Regions from separate parts of the Mus musculus genome. Here region 1 is linked to region 2. The links are chromatin contacts, called in public Hi-C maps. All regions are on one chromosome and are shown on one strand. Each heading gives the region's core, a stretch centred on a gene start, on an enhancer-like site or on the middle of the called end of the contact. The rest is flanking DNA. Distances are from core to core; before and after follow the strand shown. Region 1 overlaps Zfand3 (zinc finger, AN1-type domain 3). Region 2 overlaps Cmtr1 (cap methyltransferase 1).

Region 1 (4,616 bases), core at 366-2,865, 390 kb before region 2:
CAGAAAGACCAACAGAGTCAACTAATTTGGACCCTTGAGTGCTCCCAGAGACTGAATCACCAACTGAAGATGGAGCACAGGCAGGACCTACGTCCCCTGCACATATGTAGCAGATGAGCAACTTGGTCTTCATGTGGGTCCCCCAACAACTGTAGCAGGGGCTGTCCCTAAGCCTGTTGTCTACATGTTTGCCTGTGGATCCCATGCCCCTAAATAGAAGCCTTGTCTGGCCTCAGTGGGAGAAGATGTGACACAGCAACTTGTTGGGGGGAAGGAGGAGGGACAGGGAGTGCAGAAGTGACATCCAGAGCCCAGAGGGGGAGTTCCCCTTCTCAAAACACAAGGGGAACGTGGGATGGAGGGAGGACTTGCGTGAGGGATGCTGGGAGCAGTGGATTTTAAACTGAATAAAAACATTTTTTTAAAAAATGAAATTTGGGGGCTGGAGAGATGGCTCAGCAGTTAACATCACTGACAGTTCTTCCAGAGGTCCTGAGTTCAAATCCCAGCAACCACATGGTGGCTCACAACCATCTGTAATGAGATCTGATGGCCTCTTCTGGTGTGTCTGAAGAGAGCAATAGTGTACTCATATACATAAAATAAATATATCTTTTTAAAAAACTCAAAATTTATCTTTTCTGTGAGTGCTGCTATGTATAAACTAGGATAATTTTTGATACTCTAACTTTTTGACATTTTAATTAGCTTTTGTTTCTCATTTTACTACCAATTACTTTATGTTTTACTCACTAAGTTTTTTATAATCAAATTTCATTCAAAGAAGACTTGCTTTATTCTTCCTTGTGTTCCCTAGCACCAGGTCCAGGACATACTATACATTCAACAAATATATATCAACTGGATTCCTTAATCATTTAATTCCCTCGCTGTTACAGCATAGAAAAATGTGACTAACAATTATCGCTGAGCACTACTAAAGACATTTTCCAAAATATAATCTTATTTTTCTTTTTTTTTCTAAGATTTATTTATTATTATACATAAGTACACTGCAGCTGTCTTCAGATGTGCCAGAAAAGGGCATCAGATCTCATTATGGGTGGTTGTGAGCCACCATGTGGTTGCTGGGATTTGAACTCAGGACCTTTGGAAGAGCGGTCAAGTGCTCCTATCCGTTGAGCAATCTCACCAGCCCCATAATCTTATTTTTCTTCTAGAACCTTTCATTAATACAAACCCAATATGGTGTGCATAAGAAATCCAGGGCCTATACGGTCTGAACAGGAGACAGGCCTAAGCCAAGGAACTTGAGACAAGTGTAGCCAATAGAGATCTCTCTCTTTTCCTCAAAAGAAAGAAAGAGGGGAGAGTGAGAAGGGGAGGGGAAAAAGAAAAGGAAAATCAAATTACATAATTATAAAAAACAAACAGCATGGGCTGCTAAGGGCAGAGCAGGCTGAAGACTTACTGGCTGAAAACAGGATGCTCTCCTAAAATACCTGTCCCTACATTATTACAGTCAGAGAGAGACTGTCAAACAAGGTACAGTTCCCTCCATATACAACAGAGGTTACTGTATTTCTACTCAGGTCACCTCAAGAGGTTGGGGACTATTGATAAAATCTGACTAGAGGGGCTGCAGAGATGACTCTATGGTTTAAGAGTTTGGCCCCCACTACTCACACAGTAGCTTACAACCATTTCTAACTCTAGTTCCAGAAGATTCTGGCACCCTCTTCTGACTTTCATAGTCGCCAGGCATGGCGCATATACATACACGCAGGCAAAGCAGTCAGGGGGTGGGGGTGGGGAGACAGAGATGGAGAGACAGACAGACAGACACACACACGGGGGGGGGGGGGGGGGGCTGACTAGAGTCAACAGCTACATGCTGCACCCACAGAACTAACCGCCTCACAAGGCATCTCCATCCTTGTGAGGACATCATCTCCCACTGGCTCTCCACTGATCCGACAGCTGTCTATCACCACTGATAAGCGGAACCAGGGGACCAACTGGAGATCAATGACATCCTAGATCTCGGACCACCCCTTCGCTGCTGAGATAACAACATCTACCAGCCATCCGAAATTTGTGAACCCTGCTTCACATTTGGCTACTAAAGATAAATATTTACTAGCCACAGAACTGCACTTGCAAAAGTCTGGCATGGCACTATAGGCTCCTGGTAAATCTTCATTGTTGAAATTACTCTAGGGAGCCACAAGGTACAACAAACTGCTTAATCCATTCTGATTTGTACCTAAGCAGCTGTGCTTTATTGATGAAAATTGTAAGGTTAGAGTTACAAATCACATATTTACTATTATAAAGGCATCTACAATGTATTTGATAAATATAGACACCCTGAAAAAGTTAAAAAAAAAAAAAAAAAGCACTCCATCCTGCCAAGCACACAACGTCAAAACAGTGAAGAATGTTAACACTCCAACTCATAATTAGTCATTCTGTTGCTGGAGGTTAGTGACAGGCAATTTCTGGGGGAAAAGTAATGTCTGAGGATAGAATAAGCAGCCCCTCTCCATCACAGAAGTGGCTACTTAACTGCTTCTGCCTGCTCATAAATATTTTCATTCACACACAAACACAAGGTGGTCTACTAACATGGTTTGAGTAGAAGCTCCTGAAGGAAAGATAAAGGAAGTTCCTTGCTCAACCACGGGAGCAGACCTCCAAACACAAAGCAGGACTTTTCCAATATCGTAAAATTCCAATGTGGGACCATAACATCCCCAGCATCACTTTCTAGGATCACAACACTGTAAAGACCATGTGGCTTTTTATCTGACAGAATGAACAAATGAACGCACACCTACACACCATGAGCTGTCAACTGAGCCACAAGCACCCAATCCTAGGAAGTACAAATAAAAAGTCAAGAAGTCAAACTGTCTTTCTGACTCAAGGATATGACTACCCTATTTCAATGGAAGTTAATAATGAATTTATCTTTACTGGTGACATTCCATCTTTTAAAAAGTATTGTCAGTTTCTTAACAAGAATAAAAATATCACAGGTCAAAAGAACACAGTTATGTGATAAGTATATAGTTAAACTAGTCATTATTTTATAAAAATTTTGATTTTTCAAGTGTGAAAATGGTTTAAATCTTTTTTAAAACAAATGCAAATGTAATTAAATGTAATTAAAAGGAAGCTAGCTCTTCAAGACCTAGGTTCAAGTCCCAGTAACCATATGGTAGCTAACAACCATCTGTGACATCAGACACCCTTTCCTGGGTAGCACCAAGCACACAGGTATTACAGCAAAAATAATTTATAAAAACATGCAGAAAAGCACAAAGTCCCAAAGAAGACTGTTTATTTATGCTCAATATGCAGGACCCAAGAGTCAATAACACAGAGCAGATACTCAATAAGTGCAGGAATAGAGAGAAGGAAGAGCTACGCATCTAAACAGAGGCCGAATCCTAAATGAGCAAGAGGAAGAACGTGTCAGAACTACAGAAACAAATCAATATTTAATATTAAATATTTGTCTATCTCTGAATGAAGGCTGGTTTCAAAAGAGACAAGGAGCTGAGGGGAAAAAATACTTAGAAGGTAGTATATTTTTATTTATTTAAAAAATACTATAAACAAATACTTTATTGAGAGAAAAAGAACAGCCTAAATTACATGAAGAAAAACAATGCAGCATGTCAGAAACAGAGACACAATGAGCATGTTTCAGAGCAGTAGCATTTCTGCAGAGGGAGGAAGATGTCAGAACTTGCAACAGATGCAACGAGAAGCCACAGGAGGGACAAAGTTGGGCAGGAATAGAAGACAAAGAAGGTCAAACTGGAGATACGCACTGAGTATGCTTCCACAGCTTCCTAGGAGAGCAGCATTCGAGTTCACACTCAGTGACAGAGAAGCCTATGTGCTCTCACAGTTAAGAGGAAAAGCATCAATCACACGGACCAATGTGGCAATGCTGCAGCTGTGTGAGGGCAAAACAATGCTACCTTGAGAACTTGGACTCTAGAGTTTCTACATTTTAGCAATATGAGTATTTTCATCTAATATGACATTAACACTTGACAGAAAATTAACTCAGTCTATTTCTCCAACCAGTAGTTTTCAAACTAACACTGTAGACTGGATAGATACCTCTTATCTTTATATTCCCTGTACCCTGAGCATGTAGTAAACTCTACAAAACAATCTTTTCATTGACACAGCTATGAGTTAGGCTTCTTAATAACAGGGTAAATATGAAGGACCTTTGTTTTAACTAAACATTATACACTGAGAGAAGCCGACCACAGCTGGAGAATGCTCTCCTCAGGAAAGGGCAGACAGCTCAACAGTGCAGTATGTCTGCTTTCTTCAGCGATTTTTCCCATTTCTCTAATAATTAATTTTGACAGAGGGTAAGAAAATAAATGATTGGAAAAAACGGCCCCACCAGCACACTATCCAAAACTCTTGAGGAGACAGAGCTCTGGTCTATATGGTTTCGTTTTACTCAGTGAGAGACACTTACTTTTACCAACTAAAATCAGGCTAAGACGCCTCCATGTATCCAAAGACAGTATTACTAGTACATGGGAGACACTGGTGATGACTAACAACTTCCTGGTGCCTATAAAAACTGCCACCCTGAGAGCTCTTCATTTTTTTCT
Region 2 (5,051 bases), core at 1,398-3,897:
TTACTTACAGAAGCCAGGGTGACACTGTCCACCCTAGAAAAAAGGCCGCTTATGTGTTGCCATATGAATCAGATTTACCTTGATTAGTTCAAAAAACTTGAATTTTGGGTCTGAAGAGGAAGGAGCAACTCGAGCCTGGTCTGGGATCTGGAAGGAGACAGCAAAGGGCTTTGTAAGTGTATGGGTGTGGTGCCTGCCTGTGTGTCTGTATACCACATGTGCCTGGTGCCTGCCGAGGCTAGAAGAGGGTGTCCAAGCTCCTGGACCTGGAGTTACAGGCAGTTGAGAGCTATCATGTGGGTTGCTGCAAACATGGGTCCTCTGGAAGAGCAGCCAGTGCTCTCTGCTGCTGAGCTGCCTCTCTGACTGTGGTTTCTAAGTACCTTGTGGACATATGTGTAAGGAGATGGATCCAGACTGGGGAAGAAGAAATGGCATACAAGCCTGGCAAGGGAGCTGGAGGTATAACGTTCACTCCCTGTCAAGCCACGACATCAATACAACCCACACCAAATCCTTTCCTCGCCACGCATATGGTGCCATCAGGGTAAAATGCAGCTTGCCCAGAACCTGTGTTCTTTTGACCCAGCTGCTGGCCAAGCTGTCAGAGAGCCAAAGAGGTAACTTGCAGCATGCTAAGGAGCTGGGCACCCTTTCAGGTGGGGAATAAAGGTGACAATCCCACTGTTAACTCCAGCTTCCTGGCCTGGAGGGACAATAGGCTGCTTACCTTCCACAGCTGGAGGCATTCTTTGCGGATCTCTGCCTGCCTAGGCTCACTCAGGGTCCTAGGGAACAAAAGCGGAGCCTTTTATGACCTAAAGGAGTACACCTGCGACAATGGACTAGCCTCTAGAGACAGCTCAGAACTTATAGACTGAAATCACTTCCCTTCCCACAGACTGTAGCCAGCACCACCAGGAGGCCAGCATCCCCTATACACGCCCTTCCCTCCACCCACCAGCACATTCTGATTTCTCCTTTGTTCTCAAAGAAGTGTCACTATGCTGATATTCCACAAGGCAAAAGGAACCCACAAGAGTGGCTTTAAATCACTGTTAAAGAAACAGGAGTTGACTGTCACCAGGCAGTGGTGGCACATGCCTTTAATGCCAGTGCTCAGGTGGCAGAGGCAGGCAGAGGATCTCTGAGTATGAGGACAGTCAGGGCTACACAGAAATCTGTCTCAAAAACCTGAAGGGAGGGAGGGAGAGAGGGAGGGAAGGAAGAAAGGAAAGAGAAAGAGCCGGTGGGCATGCAGCACTCACGTGTCCTGCACAAAGGCGTGGATCTTGGCCAGAGCTTTGATCTGTAGGCTGCAGTAGCTAGGAAAAAAGAAGACACACATCGACATCAGCACAGTAGCCAGAGCAGAAGCCACCGGAGTCGCGGTGAGGTAAGCGGGCCCACTCAGCAGTTCCGTGGGGCCCAAAGACAGCAGAAGAGAACTGAGTGGAACTCGGGAGACACTCAGACACAAGTCCTGCTGAGAAGGCTCTTCCCCTTCCCTTAAAGAACTGACTAAGGAACAACAAAGCCCATCCCCAGGACCTGAATAAACGCTGGACGAGCACGGGAACTCACCTGGAATCTCAGCACTCTGGAGGTGGCTGCCCACCTCCCCAAGCAAGCTGGCTTGCTAGACTAGGTGAGTTTGGTGAACTCTAGGGTCAAGTGAGAGATCCTCCCTTAATACATAAGGTGAAGAGCAACTGACAACCTGATGTCAACCTCTGGCCTCTTGAAAACAACCAGAGGAAACGACACATGATACACAAGAAGACAATGACAAGGCCAATGGTGGGAGCTGGAGTGGCTCTGTGGTTAAGGGCACCCACATCAAATGGCTCACAACCACCGGGAACTACAGCTGGTGGTGGGGGGAGGGCTTTCCAATGCCTCTGACTTCTATGGGCAATGGCACTCATGTGCACAGACACAAAACAAAAAGGAAAGAAAATAAATATTTTTAAAACCCAAGGGTGAGCTTCCCATCAGAAGAAAGGGAAGGAGGAAGTGTGGAATGGTCTAATTTAAAGTGGTCAAAGAAAAATTCCATATCCAATTCAAATGTTCCTCAAAAATAAAAGACGTGCTTTTCTGTGATATTTTATATGTTGTTTCTTGAGTTTCTTGAGTTTGGGTCTCACTATGTAGCCATGCCTGTCCGGGGAAGTACAGGAATCTCCTGCCTTGAGTGGTGGGGTTACTGGTGCACACCACGATGCCTAAAAAATGCAGTTTTAAATAAACAAAAGCCAGAGCTAGTGTCTCTAAAATGAAGTCTACAGGCTGAAACGGAATGATTGCAAATAGGAACTTGGTGCTCCAGGAAGGAAGCTAGAACTTTTGGAAGAGTCAGTGTGTCAGGAAATACCAAGGACAGAGAAGACACTGTGATCCTAGCACTCAGGATGATCACCGAGGCAGGAAGACAGCAAGTTCTAACCACCCAGAGCTACACAGAGCACGCAAACTAAGACTTTTTGGAAAGAAAATGAATCATTCACCAAAAAAAGAAGAAGAAGAAAAAAAGCCTAGTTGGATCTCATTATCAAAATTTTAAAGTTTGAGATAGCCAACCTGGAAAGGAAATAAAATTATCTCACTTCACAGATGACATGCCCCTGGAACAAGATAGAAAGCCTAGAAATAAATACTCATTTACTACTGTTTATTAGCATTGCTAATCAAGTAGCAAAAGAGTTTTGGAAAGTGTGCCAAGTCCATTTCATAAAGAAAGGACGGTCTGGAAGATCTGAAAAAAATTAATGCCATATCCAAAAAATAATTAAAAATAAAATATCTCAACACATGGGCAAAACTTATAAATTTACAAAAAAACACAGGGAGAGGCCTCATACTAGAAGTACAATAAGAAAATGAGTAAGCCAGACCACACTGATGTTACAAACTTCCGTACCAAGGACATAATACAGTGAAAAGAAAATACAGACCAGGAAACAGTATTTCACATTCAAGTCTAGTAAGAGATTAATGCCCAAAATACATGGAGAGCCTTTAATGCAGTACTTATTTAAAAGAACAAAAAAACTAAAACAAAAACAAAAAACTAACACTTAAAAAAAAAAAGTCGGGCTGGAGAGATGGCTCAGCGGTTAAGAGTACTGACTGCTCTTCCAGAGGTCCTGAGTTCAATTCCCAGCAACCACATGGTGGCTCACAACCTTCTGTAATGGGATCTGATGCCCTCTTCTGGTGGATCTGAAGACAACTATGGTGTACTCCTATACATTAAATAAATAAATAAATAAATAAATAAATAAATAAATAAATAAATAAATAAATATTAAAAAAAAAAGTCTGGCCGGGCGGTAGTGGCGCACGCCTTTAATCCCAGCACTTGGAAGGCAGAGGCAGGTGGATTTTTGAGTTCGAGGCCAGCCTGTTCTACAAAGTGAGTTCCAGGACAGCCAGGGCTATAGAGAAACCCTGTCTCGAAAAAAAACAAAACAAAACAAAAAAAGCCTGAAGAGGAGAAATGGCCAGAGAAATGGCTTACCAGTTAAGAATGTACATTGCACTAGAAAAACCAAAAAAGAAAAAAAAAAGTACATTTCAGTGGCCAAGTGGGGTGGTCCACACCTTTAATCCTAGTACTTGGGAGGCAGAAGCAAGTAACCTGGTCTACAGAACAAGTTCTAGGATAGGCAGGGCTACAAAGAAAAACCTGTTTTGTTTTGTTTTTTTGAGACAGGGTTTCTCTGTGTCTTGAAAAACCAAAAAACTCAAATTCAGCTCCTAGCACCAATGTGGGGTGTGGCTCACCCCTGCCTGTAACTCCAGTCCTGGGTGAGGGTGGAAGATTGGAAGGGGGTTATCAATTAAAGAAGGGGGAAACATAGCTTCCCAACACCCACCGAAGAACCCCTCAACTGACAAAGGTTTGGGCTCCTATAGAACATGCTCTACCCTTGCTTTTGCACGTAATCTCAAGGCACCAACCGCCACTTCTCTTCTCAGGCTCTCTTTTCCCCGTAAGTCCCAGACTCCTGTGGGCAGGACTCTGGAGCCAGGGACCCACCTGACTCCTTGGAACAGGACCAGCAGAGCAAACCCAGATAACAGAATGTTCTCTAGGTATCCTTAACACCCCAACAGTACCAGCAGACAGCCAGGTGGCTTACCTCTCATTAGAGCGTATCATGTAGTCATTAAATTCATGGTCTCCTTTGATCACCATCAAGGGAACTACCAGGTTGACATCAGACTCAGTGTTCCGAAGCTGGTTGAGTTTAATATTCACGGAGAAGAGGTATTCCCGAACATCATCTATGCCCACCTTCAGCCCTTTGCACACCACATACCTGCAGGAGATACCCTGTCACGCCAAGGAGCAAGAGCCTTCTCCCCGCCCATTCCTTCACCCTGCTGCTGGAGTCACTGAGCTAAACAGTCTTTCTAGTCAACCTTAAGCCTGAGTTCAAAGGGCAACACAAACTGTGCCTTAAAAAATGTTACCTCAAGTCCCTCCTTTTCATACAAATTGGTGGCATATGCCTTAAATCCTCCTTGGGAGGCACAGGCAATCGGATTATCTTATTTATGCTCAAGGCCAGCCTGATCTATGTAGTAGGTTCCAGGCCAGCCAGGGCTATACTGTAAAACCCTATCTCAAAATAAAATATATAAGATCTTTTCTTTATATGTGAGACTGTATGTCCATCTAAGAGGTGTTCCCCACTGTCCTGTACCAACAGACATGACTTGGAGAGGCTGTTAACAGACGTAGTGGATCAAGGTCTCCAGCGAAGGCTGCACTTTAACAGGCTACCTGATAATTCGGATCGATCAGCCTTGTTTTCTCTTAATGTTGTCTGTGGGCACCAGATGCCTGCATACTTCTGTATGACAACCCCTTTGCCTATTGCCAACCTAAACCCTCTCTTAATAGTCACATTCTTCATGGACCAACATGAGAATCCCAGATGCAAGCATGGTAAACACAGCTGTGGAGGTGGCACCATTCAAGACCAAGGACCCTGTCTTCTACTGGAGAATCACGTCTCCAAAGTCAAGGTTCCTAACAG

What was found. A called contact is a pair of places that touch in the nucleus more often than the background predicts.
Region 1: a Hi-C map of the G1E-ER4 cell line shows a contact between it and region 2, with 6 times the contacts expected there. The contact joins two enhancer-like sites. A contact is called at or near these places in 3 of 484 Hi-C or Micro-C datasets (the G1E-ER4 cell line, cerebellar granule neurons and cerebellum) and 1 of 115 datasets of contacts at active chromatin or transcription factors (astrocytes).

The regions. Positions count from the first base shown.
Region 1 is chr17:30,084,265-30,088,880 of GRCm38.p6, reverse strand. The region is part of intron 2 of Zfand3 (zinc finger, AN1-type domain 3); the gene reads right to left. Among named protein-coding and RNA genes, the nearest start is that of Zfand3, 82 kb to the right of the region's middle. Within about 2 kb of position 1,615, at least 9 of the 459 cell types and tissues checked have an H3K27ac peak or open chromatin away from gene starts, as enhancers often do. A contact at or near this core is called in the G1E-ER4 cell line, where this site is marked.
Region 2 is chr17:29,690,522-29,695,572 of GRCm38.p6, reverse strand. It overlaps Cmtr1 (cap methyltransferase 1), which reads right to left. Exons shown (of 24, transcript NM_028791.6): 13 at 4,149-4,328; 14 at 1,269-1,325; 15 at 731-788; 16 at 79-147. It overlaps Gm28043 (predicted gene, 28043), which reads right to left. Exons shown (of 28, transcript NR_132314.1): 18 at 4,149-4,328; 19 at 1,269-1,325; 20 at 731-788; 21 at 1-147. Among named protein-coding and RNA genes, the nearest start is that of Ccdc167, 24 kb to the left of the region's middle. Within about 2 kb of position 2,647, at least 19 of the 459 cell types and tissues checked have an H3K27ac peak or open chromatin away from gene starts, as enhancers often do. A contact at or near this core is called in the G1E-ER4 cell line, where this site is marked.